3 separate regions of the Sus scrofa genome follow, and all the other regions are linked to region 2. The links are chromatin contacts, called in public Hi-C and HiChIP or PLAC-seq maps. All regions are on one chromosome and are shown on one strand. The core of a region is the stretch at or near the end of the contact, and the rest is flanking DNA. Distances in the headings are between cores, read along the strand shown.

Region 1 (4,478 bases), core at 344-2,843, 70 kb before region 2:
TGGCATTGCCAGAGCTGTGGGGCAGGCCATAACTGTGACATGGGTTCAATACCTGGCCTGGGAATTTCCACGTGCTGCAGGTACGGCGCCTCCAAAAAAACTCTCTTTCAGTATCGTATGACCACATATGTGGCCCTCCATAACCACAGGTTCTGTATTTGCGAATCAAAAATATTTAGGAAAAAATTACAGAAAGTTGCAAAAAGCAAAACTTGAATTTTGCTGTACATCTGGCAACTATTTACATAGCATTTACATTGTATTTACAACTATTTACATAGTATTTACATTGTATTACATATTACAAATAATCTAGAGGTGACAAAGTATATAGGAAAAGGTTCTTAGGTTATATGCAAATACTGTGCATTTTATATAAAGGATTTGCGCATCCTCAGATTTTGGTTTCTATGGGGTTCTGGAACAAATCCCCCATAGATATTGAAGGATAGCTGTATCTCAAGTGAGATTCTTCCTTGGTCTTTTTATGGCTGCACATGCAGCATATGGAAGTTCCTAGACTAGAGGTCCAATCACAGTTGCAGCTTCAGGCCTGTTCCGCAGCCACAGCAACACTGGATCTGGGCTGCATCTGGGCCTATGTTGCTGCAGCTTGCAACAACGCAAGATTTTTAACCCCCCTTAGTGAGGCCAGAGATCAAACCCGCTTCCTTACAGACACTATGTTGGGTTCTTAACCTGCTGAGTCATAATGGGAACTCCTTTGGTCATTATTTAACAAGTTAATAAATATAATCATTGTATAGGTTCCAACTTACCATAGTAAATTATTATTACTTATGGTAAAATATGCTACATTATCCCTCTTATACATAGGCACCTGTTTGACCACCTTATTTCACCTTTACTGGAGTTCCCGTCGTGGTTCAGTGGTTAACGAATCTGACTAGGAACCATGAAGTTGTGGGTTCTATCCCTGGCCTTGCTCAGTTGGTTAAGGATCCGGCGTTGCTATGGCTCTGGTGTAGGCCGGCGGCTACAGCTCCTATTAGACCCCTAGCCTGGGACCCTCTATGTGCCAGGGGAGCAGCCCTAGAAAAGGCAAAAAGACCAAAAAAAAAAAAAAAAAAAAAAAAAAAAAAAAAAAAAATATATATATATATATATATATATATATACCTTTACTTTCCTTCCCCTTACTCTACTTGTTATTTAATCATTATCTGTCTTTTAATTTAATCACACACCAGGTCTGTTCATTGTCTACTTCCTGACCAGAATGTAAACTCTGTATCAGAGATTTGTCTATTTTGTTCACTACTCTATCTCCAGTACCAAGAACCTTGCCAGGCATATTGTAGGCACCCAATAAGTAAATAAATGAATAAATGTATGTGTATGCTAAATGTACTAATGATTAGGGAATCTGAGTATTTTAAAAGCTTCCTAGAATCAGTCCTCACCATTTTTTATAGATGTCATTAATTCAGACAATGTACAGAACTTTGTTACTCTTTTGGGTGGGTTAAACTGATCTGTTTTTGGTTTTTGCAGGGCCAAGCACTTTAGGTAACATTGTGGAAGAGGTGACTCATCCCTGTAACCCAAATCCTTGCCCCGCCCATGAACTCTGTGAGGTCAACCGGAAGGGGTGTCCAGCTGGAGATCCCTGTCTTCCCTACTCTTGTGTGCAAGGTAAGAGGTAGATAAGTGGGGCGTGGGGTGGGCATGGGTATGTACCACTGCTCGCTCTTTATAAGAGTTATTTTTGGAATGAGATTATTTTCTAAATTATGTTTTTCTGTAATGGTCAAGGTTTTACCAATAAACAGGTGTTATTTACATAAGCAAAAAAAGACAAAGACAAATGTAATTTTTAATAGTCATTTCGATTGTGAACTAATCTCATGAGAGCCAAAACCAGACTCTCATAATGAGTCATAGCGTTCTTTTTTTGTTTGTTTTTGGTTTTTTGTCTTTTTTTTTTTTTTTTTTTTTTTTTGTCTTTTTGCCATTTTGGGGGCGGCTCCCGCTGCATAAGGAGGTTCCCAGGCTAGGGGTCGAATCGGAGCTGTAACCGCCAGCCTACACCAGAGCCACAGCAACGCGGGATCCGAACCACGTCTGCAAACTACACCACAGCTCACGGCAACGCCGGATCCTTCACCCACTGAGCAAGGCCAGGGATCGAACCCGCAACCTCATGGTTCCTAGTCGGATTCGTTAACCACTGAGCCATGACGGGAACTCTGTTTTTTTGTCTTTTTTAGGGCCGCACATGTGGCACATGGAGGTTCCCAGACTAGGGGTTGAATTGGAGCCGTAGCTACAGGCCTACACCACAGCCACAGCAACTCAGGATCCGAGCCACGTCTGCGACCTACACCATGGCTCACGGCAGCGGTGGATCCTTAACCCACTGAGCAAGGCCAGGGATCGAACCCACGTCCTCATGGATATTAGTCAGGTTCGTTAACCACTGAGCCTTGACAGGAACTCCTCTTTTTTTTTTTTTAATTGTACCTGTAGTGTAGTTGACTTAGAACATTGTATAGGTTTAGTTATAGGGTTCTTAACAACAAAAGAAAAAATAACCTTAGGCCAGCTTTTTATACTTCGTTTTCTATGTTGTAATGTTTGAGAAAATGTACTGCATGTTGTTCATGTTTTTTCTTTTCTTTCCTTTAATACATGGAGAAATAGCATTCTCAATAGGATATGTAACTATCTTCATAAATTTAATGTGCTGAAATGCATGTGATTTCAAGGCTCAAAAATTTTGATCCCACAGAATTTTTATGATCTTTATCTCCCTGTGGGCCTCTTTAGAATGTAGTTTTGGCAACACTTTACTTCTTTTTATCTATTTCCCAGTTGAAAATGTTTTTCATGTTAGAATCAAATTTTTAAACACATGTGAAGTAAAAAAGAACAAAAGATTAAATAAGTATGTCTCAAAGTACCCTTATAATACTTGTATTGTACTACAGTATATCAGCTATAACATCATAATACATCTTGTTAAAATTGTAAAGAAATGGGTCCAATCTCAAGTATGCAACTTTTCTTTGAATTTAAGATATTGCTTGTATTCTATCAGTAAAATTTTATGATCAAGATTATTCTGAAACTACTGTCAGTTTCCATACTCCATTTTTAAAAATCTATGATTTTAAAATATATTTGATAAACCCAAAGAAATAAAAAACTACATATCTTACAATATTTTTGGCATAGAACTATAGCTAACTTTGGGGTATGGGCCCTTTAATCACCACTATCTCACGGAACATGAAATTTCCCTTTGAAAGGATATGTTTTTGGCCTGTGTATCAAAGCAATTCCTTAGTTTATTGGAGGTTCTATTATATAATCATTAGTGGCCACGCAGTACCTATAAGATGTATGTGAGGTGTACCTAGTGTCATAAAACAATATCAGAGCACAGTACAATTTTTCTTAGCTAATTTTTGTCTGCACAGGTTGCAAGTTGGGAGAAGCCTCTGATTTTATTGTCCGTCAAGGGACACTAATCCAGGTGCCATCATCAGCAGGGGAAGTTGGTTGTTACAAAATTTGCTCATGCGGACAAAGTGGACTCCTAGAAAACTGCATAGAGATGCACTGTATAGACCTTCAGAAGTCTTGTATTGTTGGAGGAAAAAGAAAAAGTGAGTCGAACTGTTTTCTTTTTTTGTTTGTTTTTTTGTCTTTTTAGGGCCACACCTGCAGCATATGGAAGTTCCCAGGCTAGGGGTCAAGTTGGAGCTACAGCTGCTGGCCTACACCACAGCTCACAGCAACGCCAGATCCTTAACCCACTGAGTGAGGCCGGGGATTAAACCTACCTCCTCATGAACACTAGTCGGGTTCATTGCTGCTGAGCCACAACAGGAACTCCCTGGGTTTTTTTGTTTGTTTGTTTGTTTTTAATATGGGATTAGTTATATTAACTTTGTAGGGAGAACATTGGGTGGATTTTTACCAAAGAATAAAGTCTATAAATCAGATACTGCAGGGGAGTATTTTTCAAACTATACTCTTCAGAACACAAAGACTTCTAGGGAACTCTCTTAGAAACTTCATTAAGAAGGGACTTAAAGCTAATGATAACTAATACTTATTGAACTCTTAACTGTGTGTCAAGCACTATGCTAAGTCTTGGCTTGTATTATCTCATGATTTACTCCCGGTTGCTCTTTGAAACAGGTACTATTATAAAGAATCTGATGCTCAGAGGTCACCCAGCTAGTAAGTGACTAAAGCAGAAATCAGTCTCAGGCCTCTTTGACTCCAAAGCCTTCCGCAGGCAGGGACATAGGTCTTCTCCCCACCCCTTCCTCCACAGTCTTTCTCCCCTGTGCCTCTTTGCCAGAAGTAAGATTCAGAGTTTGATGTCATGGAAAGCAAACTGGGGGATGGGAACTACACCGTTTTGTTTTTTAGGACAGTATCTGCAGAATATGGAAGTTCCTGGGTGAATTCAAGCTGCAGCTAACGGCCTACACCACAGTCGC
Region 2 (4,677 bases), core at 1,460-3,959:
AGGTGGGCACTAATCTAACTTTAATGGACTTCTTCAAGACGGCAACTCCCACAAGTTCAACGAGAGCAGAAGACGAGCCAGATAGCCAGCTCCCCTTTGCAGCCAGAGAGCAGAGCAAGGAGTCAGGAAACCTGGGTCCCAGCCCTAGTTCTGTGCACTCAGAGGTGCACAAGCCTCTTTCCTTCTCTGGGCCCCAATCTATCCCAGTGCACAAGGTCTGGCACATGGAGTAAAGTCTGCTGGATCCTTTCAGGTCACCATAACACCTCCTAAGCCCAACTTTCTTCTTCCTTGCTTTTTTTTCTTTTTCTTTTTCCTTTTTTTGTTATGCCCGCAGCATGTGGAAGTTCCTGGGCCAAGAATTGAACCCATGCCACCACAGTAACCCAAGTTGCTGCTGTGGCAATGCCAGGTCCCTAACTCTCTGCACCATAAGGGAACTCCATAAGCCCAATTTTCTTAATTGAAGGAAGCATCTGATGAGAGACCTTCCTGCCCCTGTGTTCTGCAGCCTGAAAGAAAAACAAAGGGGCATGGCTGCCTCCTCCACCAAAGTGGATGTGGGGCAAGGGACTGATGAAACACCAGGGCCTGACCCATCCATCTCCTACTGGGTGGGCCGGCCAGGAGGCCAATGGGAGTGAAAAGCAAGAACCCAGCATCAGCACCAGGAGGCTTCATCCTCCACGTGAATTGCCGCTGCTTCTGGCCTCTCCTCTCCAGACCTGGGCTGCTGAAGCAATTAGAGCTCACTTATCCTCATAGGGAGACAACAGACCTGGTGGGACCCACCTAAGCCACATAGCTAGTTTGTGGAGGGCTGGAATCTAAGCCTTCTTTCCTCAGAGAAAATAGAAGGTCTTAGCCCTGTGCAGACACATATCTCAAGAGTCAGAGTGACTCTAACTCATTCAGGCATCAAGGTGAACAAATTCAGCATGCAAAGGTAGGTACTTTCTTTCTTTCTTTTTTTTTTTTAAAGGCTGCACCTGTGGCATATGGAACTTCCTGGGCGAGGGGTCAAATCCAAGCTGCAGCTGACGGCCTATGCTACAGCTACACCATACGAGCAGCATCTGCAACCTACACCACAGCCTGCAGCAATGCTGGGCCCTTAACCCACTGAGCGAGACGAGGGATCAAACCCGCATCCTCACGGATACTCTGTCAGGTTCTTAACCCACTGAGCCACAGTGGGAACTCCAAAAGGTAAGCACTTTTAAATAATTTTCAAATTACCAAATCCCCCAATAAAGACAAAGCTAGGTCCGAAGTGAAAGGATAAGGGAAAGAGTGAATAATAATGAGATCTTGACTGCCCCAAGGGAGGGGAAAAGCTTACTTTCCCCAGGCTCCAGTAACAGGCGCGTTTTTAGTAGGAGCGCTTAGGATGGCCTGAGGGTCAGGAGCAGGGCGTAGGGCCGCGTTGGAGGGGATCGAGGGCGCGGGCCGAGCCAGGCCTCTCTGCAGGTGTCGCCAATGCGACCAGCGTCTGCGTGTTGAGCCCCTTCCCAGGAGCTCTCTAAAAGGCTGGTCCTGGTAGGGCCTGCAGGAGCCGGCCCTCCTCCGTGGGAGGCTCCGGCTAGTCCCTATCCCTTCCTGGGCACAGCCGCGCCCCGGGAACTCGGGGAGCCCCACGTGTGCTCCGAAGGCGGGGGCGCAGTGCTGCGGGAGTCTGAGCCAGCCAAGCCTGCGAAGAAACCAACCCGCGGACACTGAGGGGGATGCCCCCAGTCCCGATGGCTCCTCTCTGGTTGCCCGGCCAAGCGCCTGCCGTCTGAGGCAGAGTACCCACGTCTGGAAAAAGGGCACAGGTGTGTTTTGTGGCGATCGTAGGAGGCCCAGCCAAGGGAATCCCAGGGTCGCAGGGGGCGCCTAGAAGGGGTGGCAGCTCCGCTTCTTTCTTCCGCTGGACCCGGGCGGGGCCGCAGGCGTTGGCGGCGCCCCGGCTCCCAAGTGGGAGATGACCCTCTAGCGCCACCGCGTGGCCGGAGGAAGAGCAGGGAGCCTGCCGGGAGGGGACGGGGGATGCTAGGTCTCAACTCCAGGGAACAGAACCAGGTAAACAAGTGTTTACAAAGGGAGCAGCCAGGAACGCCAAAGCTTGGCGAACTCATGTAATAATAACGGCAGCTAGCGTTTTTGAACGTTTGTTTCGAGCCAAACGCTCTGATTTAACACTTCGTCATTTTCTCTTGTAACACAATCCTTAATAATCTTTAAAGGGGGGGGGGTACTATGATGATTCCCATCTCACAGATGAGAAAACTGAGTTTTAAGGAGAAAAAGCAACCTGTCCAAGTCCACACGTGATGAAGAGAGCTGACCCATCACAGCCCCCAACATTTTACAGGCTTGGAAATGTAGAGAGACTGTCCGGTTTTCAGGGAATACTGAAATAATCAGGGCTTCCAACCCACTCCCATCCCCCGGGGCAAGGATAACACTTGCATTTTTGCTCCAGTGACTGGCCTCTACCTCTCAGTTTTATTTATTTATTTGATTTTATTTATTATTTATTTATTTATTTTGGACTTTTTGCCATTTCCAGGGCTGCTCCCGCAGCATATGGAGGTTCCCAGGCTATGGGTCCAATCGAGCTGTAGCCGCCGCCAGAGCCACAGCAACGCGGGATCCAAGCAGAGTCTGCGCCCTACACCCCAGCTCACGGCAACACCAGATCCTTAACCCACTGAACCCACAACCTCATGGTTCCTAGTCAGATTTGTTAACCCCTGATCCACGACGGGAACTCCTACCTCTCAGTTTTATAAGGAATGTTTTCTGTGGACCCAAAGGTAAGAAGCCATAGAACAGAGCTCTCTTTCTCTGATACCCAGGGGCCTTGGCAGAGAAGAGAGCGTTGGGGCTTGAGAATCAGAGACAGAGGAGCTGAGTAGTTCGGAGTGTCCTGAAAGGTGGGGAAAGTGCTGCATTACAGAAGGCCTGGGTCCCAGGCCCTGCTCTGCTTCTGACTGGCTACATGACCTTGGACAAACCCCTTCTGTTCTCCGAGCCTCAGTTTCCCTCCTGCACAAAGTACATTCTTCTAGATGATCTAATAATCCCTTTCCTTCCCCCAGCCTCCCTCAGCCTCCCTCCACCAACTCCTGCCCAAAGTGGCTCTGGCGTTCTAGCAGCAACGGTGAACTATGGCTGAGGGTCCCAGGTGGGAGTTGCGACCCATCTGCGTGTCCTCCTGAGTTCTGGACCCCAGCACGCGTCCTGGCCTTGGCAGGTCAGGTCGGGGCCGTCGGAGGGGAGAAAAGCCCTGTGCCTCTGAGAGAGGCCTGGGGTGGGGGGGTCGGCATTGTGATGACCTCGTCCACTCTATGACATCATCCTCTCTCCCACCCGCCCGCCTCCCTGCTCAACTGCGCTGCAGACAACCATCCATCTGAATCCCAAAGGCCTGAGAAAGTCCGTTCTCCAGTACCTGCTGCTGATCGTCTGCCTCAGCCAGCAAGAAGCACCATGAAATTGGAATTCACCGAGAAAAACTACAACAGCTTTGTGCTGCAGAACCTGAACAAACAGAGGAAACGCAAAGAATACTGGGACATGGCCCTGACTGTGGACCACCACGTCTTCTTTGCACATCGCAACGTGCTGGCTGCCGTCTCTCCGCTGGTGAAGAGCCTCATCTCCAACCACGACATGAAAACCACCGATGAGCTCTTTATCACCATCGACCCCAACTACCTGAGTCCGACCACGGTGGACCACCTCCTAGACTACTTTTACAGCGGCAAGGTGGTGATCTCCGAGCAGAACGTGGAGGAGCTGCTTCGCGGGGCCCAGTATTTCAACACCCCCCGCCTTCGAATTCACTGCAATGACTTCCTGATCAAGTCCATCCGCCGTGCCAACTGCTTGCGCTACCTCTTCTTGGCCGAGTTGTTTGAACTCAAAGAGGTCTCGGACTTGGCCTACTCCGGCATTCGCGACAACTTCCACTACTGGGCCAGCCCCGAGGGCTCCCTGCACTTCATGCGCTGTCCACCTGTCATCTTCGGCCGCCTGCTGCGCGATGAAAACTTGCACGTGCTCAACGAGGACCAGGCTCTCCAGGCACTCCTCAGTTGGGTATACTTCCGGAAGGATGAGCGGGAGAAGTATTTCAAGAAGTTCTTCAATTACATCAATCTCAACGCCGTCTCCAACAAGACGCTGATGTATGCCAGCAACAAGCTGATGGGCATGGAGAACAGCTCAGCCCACTCCACCCTGATTGAGAGTGTCCTTGTGGACCGCAAGCAGGAGAGGCCAACCAGTCTGCTGAGCTACCAGCGGAAAGGGGCCCTGCTTGATTCGGTGGTCATCCTCGGAGGCCAGAAGGCCCACGGCAAGTTCAACGATGGCGTGTTCGCTTACATCATCCAGGAGAACCTGTGGTTGAAGCTCTCAGAGATGCCCTATCGGGCGGCAGCCCTTAGCGCCACTGCGGCCGGTCGCTACATCTATATCTCTGGTGGCACCACGGAGCAGATCTCAGGGCTGAAGACGGCCTGGCGGTATGACATGGATGACAACTCCTGGACCAAGTTGCCTGACCTGCCCATTGGGCTTGTCTTCCACACCATGGTGACCTGCGGGGGGACGGTGTACTCAGTGGGCGGGAGCATCGCCCCAAGGCGGTATGTCTCCAACATCTTTCGCTATGACGAGCGCAAGGAG
Region 3 (4,352 bases), core at 1,185-3,684, 95 kb before region 2:
TTGATTGTGTTCCAGTTGTATGTTGTTTTGTTTTGTCATATTTTGTACTGGGGAGGAGAATAACTCCTGTTTAGTCTCCTTGAGCTACTGTATTTCCTCTCCAGTCCATTTTTCTCAGAAGTTGCCTGAATGAGATAATTCCAGAGGGGAAATCTGATCAAGTCTGATTAGATTGTGACCTAGTCTAATCCAGATGGCCAGATTTTTCTCCCTAGGCCATCTTATCTGTTCCCATAACTTGAATTGCCCCAATATGATAACTCCAGAATCTTTGCTAACCTCTTTTTCTGAGCTCCTGAGTCACTACTGGGTATGTGTGTGGTTTTGTTTTTTTGTTTTTTGTTTTTTTTTTTTAAGGGCGTTCCCAAGCTAAGGGTCAAATTGGAGCTGCAGCTGCTGGCCTCCGCCATAGCAACGCGGGATCCAAGCTGCGTCTTTGACCTACACCACAGCTCTTGACAACACCAGATCCCCAACCCACTGAGCAGGGCCAGGGATCAAACCCACATCTTCATAGATACTAGTTGCGTTCATTACCACTGAGCCATGACGGGAACTCCTGGTTATGTGTGTTTGTGATGTTCAACTAACATTTCAAATCAGCCAGACACCTGTTACCTTCCCTAACTTTCCTTCCCGCCACCTTTCTGCTACACAACACCACACATATACACATCCCTAGACAAAAACTCATCATTTTCCTTATATTTCTTGCTTGATTGTTCCAGTGCAATCCTCCCAGACACAAACTAAAAGCCTAAGAAGTATCGTCTACTCATTTCCTCTTTGTCACCACCGCTTACAGAAAAACTGGCTGTCAAACCCTAAAGATTTGCCCCTGAAATTGTTTTAAATTTGTCTCCTTTCCATATCCTCAATTACTGCCTATCTCAGGCCTTTATATAACTTGGAAATTACTATAATAGCTGCCCAACTAGCTTTCCTATCCCTAATTTCTCCTCTAATTTACTGTTTCCACTTCTCCTAGGGTGACCTCTTTAAAGACCCAACGTGGTCTTATCACTCCTTGTCTTGATACTCTGTAATGACTCACCTGTAAGATACAGTTCATGTTCCTCAGCCTGGTATAGCTAATCTTTTCTTGATCTAGCCCCTGACCTGACTCTTCCCTCCTTAACACTTCAGCAGCTCACGGCTTATAACGTCCCAGGTTATAGTTGTACCACCTCTTGTCCTGCTGGAATTCCCTTTCCCTGAATCCATCTTAGCATCCCTGCCCAGTAATAGGCTGGCGCCAGCTCCTACCAGCTAGGGAGAGCTGGTTGTTAAATGTTCAGGAATTTTGCAAGCCTGTTTTTAACTTGGAAGCAGCTGTGATGGGGATATTTATACCATAAAATATCAGCAAATATTATAAGTCAAATCTCCTCTTTACTCTCACCCCTGTGAAATGTCTCCCCACCCCAGCATACTACAGCCCCTATCCAAACCTGGCTTATATGGTTCCTCTTTAAAATCTTTCCAGCCCAGTCCTCTTCCTTCCACACACAAAAAAATTATTTGCTACTTATAAACACTTTTCATGCTTTATTATAGCATTTGTCACCATACAGGGTAACTCTTTGTTTACATGTCACTTTTTAATACTAAACTCATGAGTTCTTGGGAGCAGAGCCCATGTCTCAGTTGCCTTTGCATCTGTCATTCATTCATTCCTTCAACATTCATTGAATTGATATGCTTAATGTGTATTAGGCACTGTTCTCAGAGTACAGAGATGGGAGGATTTAGCCACTCTCTGTGAGAAGTTCATAGCCTAGTCCTTGGAAATAGAGAAATGCAGATAGTCCATCACACAACAGTGAGGCAAGTACATTGCTAGATGTCTGTACAGGACAAGTTGAAGCCTGGAAGAAAAAACCCTGCCCAAGGTATTGGGGAAGTCTTCACAGAGCAGGTAAGACTTAAAGGATGAACAAAAATTTGTTGCCTGTAGATAGGTGCTACAGTTACTTTTATAGATAGTTTTTTTGTTTTTTTTCTTTTTGGGGTCGCACTATCGGCATATGGAAGTTCCCAGGCTAAGGGTTAAATTGGAGCTATAGCTGTTGGCCTGCACCACAGTCACAGCAATGCTGTATCTGAGCCACACCTTCGACCTACACCACAGCTCACAGCAGTGCTGATCCTTTAAGCCACTGAGCGGGGCCAGGGACTGAACCCGTGTCCTCGTGGGTACTTGTCTGGTTTGTTTCTGCTGAGCCACAACGGGAACTCCATGGATAGAATTTTTTCTAACAGAAGAATTTTCCACTCTGGATGGTACACAAGGTTCTTTGTTTCAGAGTAAATAGCAGTTTTATGTGAAAACCTTGTGTAAATGTCCATGAATTAGGCATTCTTTGAACGAGGAGAGAAAGCGCTGAATACCGTATCTGTATCCCAGTAATGTGTAGCAAACCATCCCAAAACTCCATAGCCTAAACAAACAGTAACAATTTGTGATTTCTCACAGATTTAGACAGTTCTGATCTAGGCAGGCTTAGCTGCTTCTGGCTGGGCTCACTTAATGCAGCTGTGGTCAGCTGGCAGGTCACGCAGGGCATGGCTGGTTTAGGATGTCCTTGCCTAAATCAGCTCAGCTCTCCAGCTCTCCTCCATGTGTTTCTTCCAGCCCCTCTAGTAGCCTAGCTCAGGCAGATTCCCATGGTGGTGACGGGGCCCCAGAGAGGGGGTGGAATCATGCAAGTATATACACAGGCCTCTACTTATTTCACACTTTCTGTCCACTTGACTAAAGTAAATCACACGACTAAGTCCAGAGTTAGTGTGAGAGAAATAGATAAGAGAATGTGAAAAACTGGGGCCATTGCCACCATCAGTTTTCCACAAACACATATTCTTTGTAAGCTCTGTTCTAGACCTTGTGTTATGCTGCAGATGTTAATTTGCCAAAAAATTTGCTTCCAGCTGGGTTTGGTGCTCTGTGGTGATAATAGCAAACTTCTCCGAGCAGTCTAGACCTATTAATCTTATTTCAATTTGGTATGCTCATTTTTATCCAGCTATTGAAATGATATTTCTTTTTTGGGAGGCTGAAGAAACTGAAGAATCTTTTGTTTAGTGATATGCATGTCACATTAAACTCCTTTACATATTCTAGTCCTTAGACTTTTCTTTTTTCACTAAAAAGCCGTAGTGTCCAAAACAAGGAGAAAACATCTTGTCAAGCTTTAAAAACATATTTTTATTTTTTATAAAGAGTTTTTTTAATTGTTATTTCCCCACAAAAACGTATTTTTAAAAGGTTAATTATTTGGTCTCTCCGACTTAGCATTTGATAATCTAGGTTTTTCATGCAAAACTTCAAACTGGGAGAAATCTCAGTCCATCTGTGAAAAGCTAACACATTTTATTTATTGAAGCCTTAAGAACAAAGCAACCCCATTACTTTTAAGCAGTAGCCTTGGGAATAGGAAACATCAAATAGCAGTTCATAAAATATGCTCTTTTGGGTCTTTGTTCAGAAGTGACTAAAGCATCCAAGGTTCAAACCTGGTTTTGTTTGTTTTTTTTATAAGATTCATATGCTCCATATTTGTTTCATTTTCATCATTGATGAGAATGGAAAAGAAGCTCGAGGGGCCAGTAGTTGTAGAAGGGCAATGGACAGTGAAAGGATAGAGACAAATGGAGAAATGTTAGAAGGGGTCACAAGTGAAAAAGTGGGTGGCTGGGCAAGAAAGTAAATCTGCAGAGCCAACTTCTGAACAAGAGGTTGGAAAGAGTCTACCTCCCAGATGGACCCAAAGGCTTTTCCCCCAAGAAGGAAGGTCACTGTGGCCTGAAGGATCACATAAGGTTCCCTTGACATTTACTCTGTATGTTAGTTTTTCTGCCAGGTTTTTCCACAGGTTAACTGCTCCCAATACTAGGTGAAGAGAACTGCTTATTGGTAGGGAACTGGTTAAGGAAAGCAGCTGCCTGAAGAAAGAATTCATGATCATATATTTTAAGGGGAGTAATAATAACATAAAGAAAATGATTTTTTTCATATTTTAAGATGCTGATTTTAAAAATAGACTTAGGAGTTCCCGTCATGGCTTAGTGGTTAACGAATCCAACTAGGAACCATGAGGATGCGTGTTTGCTCCCTGGCCTCGCTCAGTGGGTTAAGGATCCGGCGTTGCCATGAGCTGTGGTGTAGGTCGAAGATGCAGCTCGGATCTGGCGTTGCTGTGGCTCTGGTGTAGGCTGGCAGCAACAGCTTGGATTAGACCCCAGCTGGGGAACCTCCATATGCCGCAGGTGTGGCCCTAAAAAGATAAAAAGACAAATAAATAAATAAAAATAGACTTAAAATAGATTATTCTATAGATGGAATTCAACCT

What was found. A called contact is a pair of places that touch in the nucleus more often than the background predicts. HiChIP or PLAC-seq counts read pairs in DNA pulled down with a chosen protein or histone mark.
Region 1: a Hi-C map of skeletal muscle shows a contact between it and region 2, with 5 times the contacts expected there. The contact joins the enhancer-like site here to the promoter of CCIN in region 2. A contact is called at or near these places in 2 of 5 promoter capture datasets (fetal liver and liver), 24 of 47 Hi-C or Micro-C datasets (adipocytes, adipose tissue, alveolar macrophages and 11 more) and 2 of 2 datasets of contacts at active chromatin or transcription factors (alveolar macrophages and skeletal muscle).
Region 3: a contact with region 2 is called in an H3K27ac HiChIP or PLAC-seq map of skeletal muscle, with 6 times the contacts expected there. The contact joins the enhancer-like site here to the promoter of CCIN in region 2. A contact is called at or near these places in 7 of 47 Hi-C or Micro-C datasets (embryonic fibroblasts, heart right ventricle, liver and 2 more) and 2 of 2 datasets of contacts at active chromatin or transcription factors (alveolar macrophages and skeletal muscle).

The regions. Positions count from the first base shown.
Region 1 is chr1:236,876,723-236,881,200 of Sscrofa11.1, forward strand. It overlaps RECK (reversion-inducing cysteine-rich protein with Kazal motifs), which reads left to right. Exons shown (of 21, transcript XM_021065979.1): 13 at 1,516-1,656; 14 at 3,444-3,632. Among named protein-coding and RNA genes, the nearest start is that of GLIPR2, 41 kb to the right of the region's middle. Within about 2 kb of position 1,594, at least 2 of the 83 cell types and tissues checked have an H3K27ac peak or open chromatin away from gene starts, as enhancers often do. A contact at or near this core is called in skeletal muscle, where this site is marked.
Region 2 is chr1:236,945,162-236,949,838 of Sscrofa11.1, forward strand. CCIN (calicin) reads left to right here and starts at 2,710. Exons shown (of 1, transcript XM_003121999.6): 1 at 2,710-4,677. The coding sequence starts at 3,475.
Region 3 is chr1:236,850,712-236,855,063 of Sscrofa11.1, forward strand. The region is part of intron 6 of RECK (reversion-inducing cysteine-rich protein with Kazal motifs); the gene reads left to right. Among named protein-coding and RNA genes, the nearest start is that of RECK, 32 kb to the left of the region's middle. Within about 2 kb of position 2,435, at least 14 of the 83 cell types and tissues checked have an H3K27ac peak or open chromatin away from gene starts, as enhancers often do. A contact at or near this core is called in skeletal muscle, where this site is marked.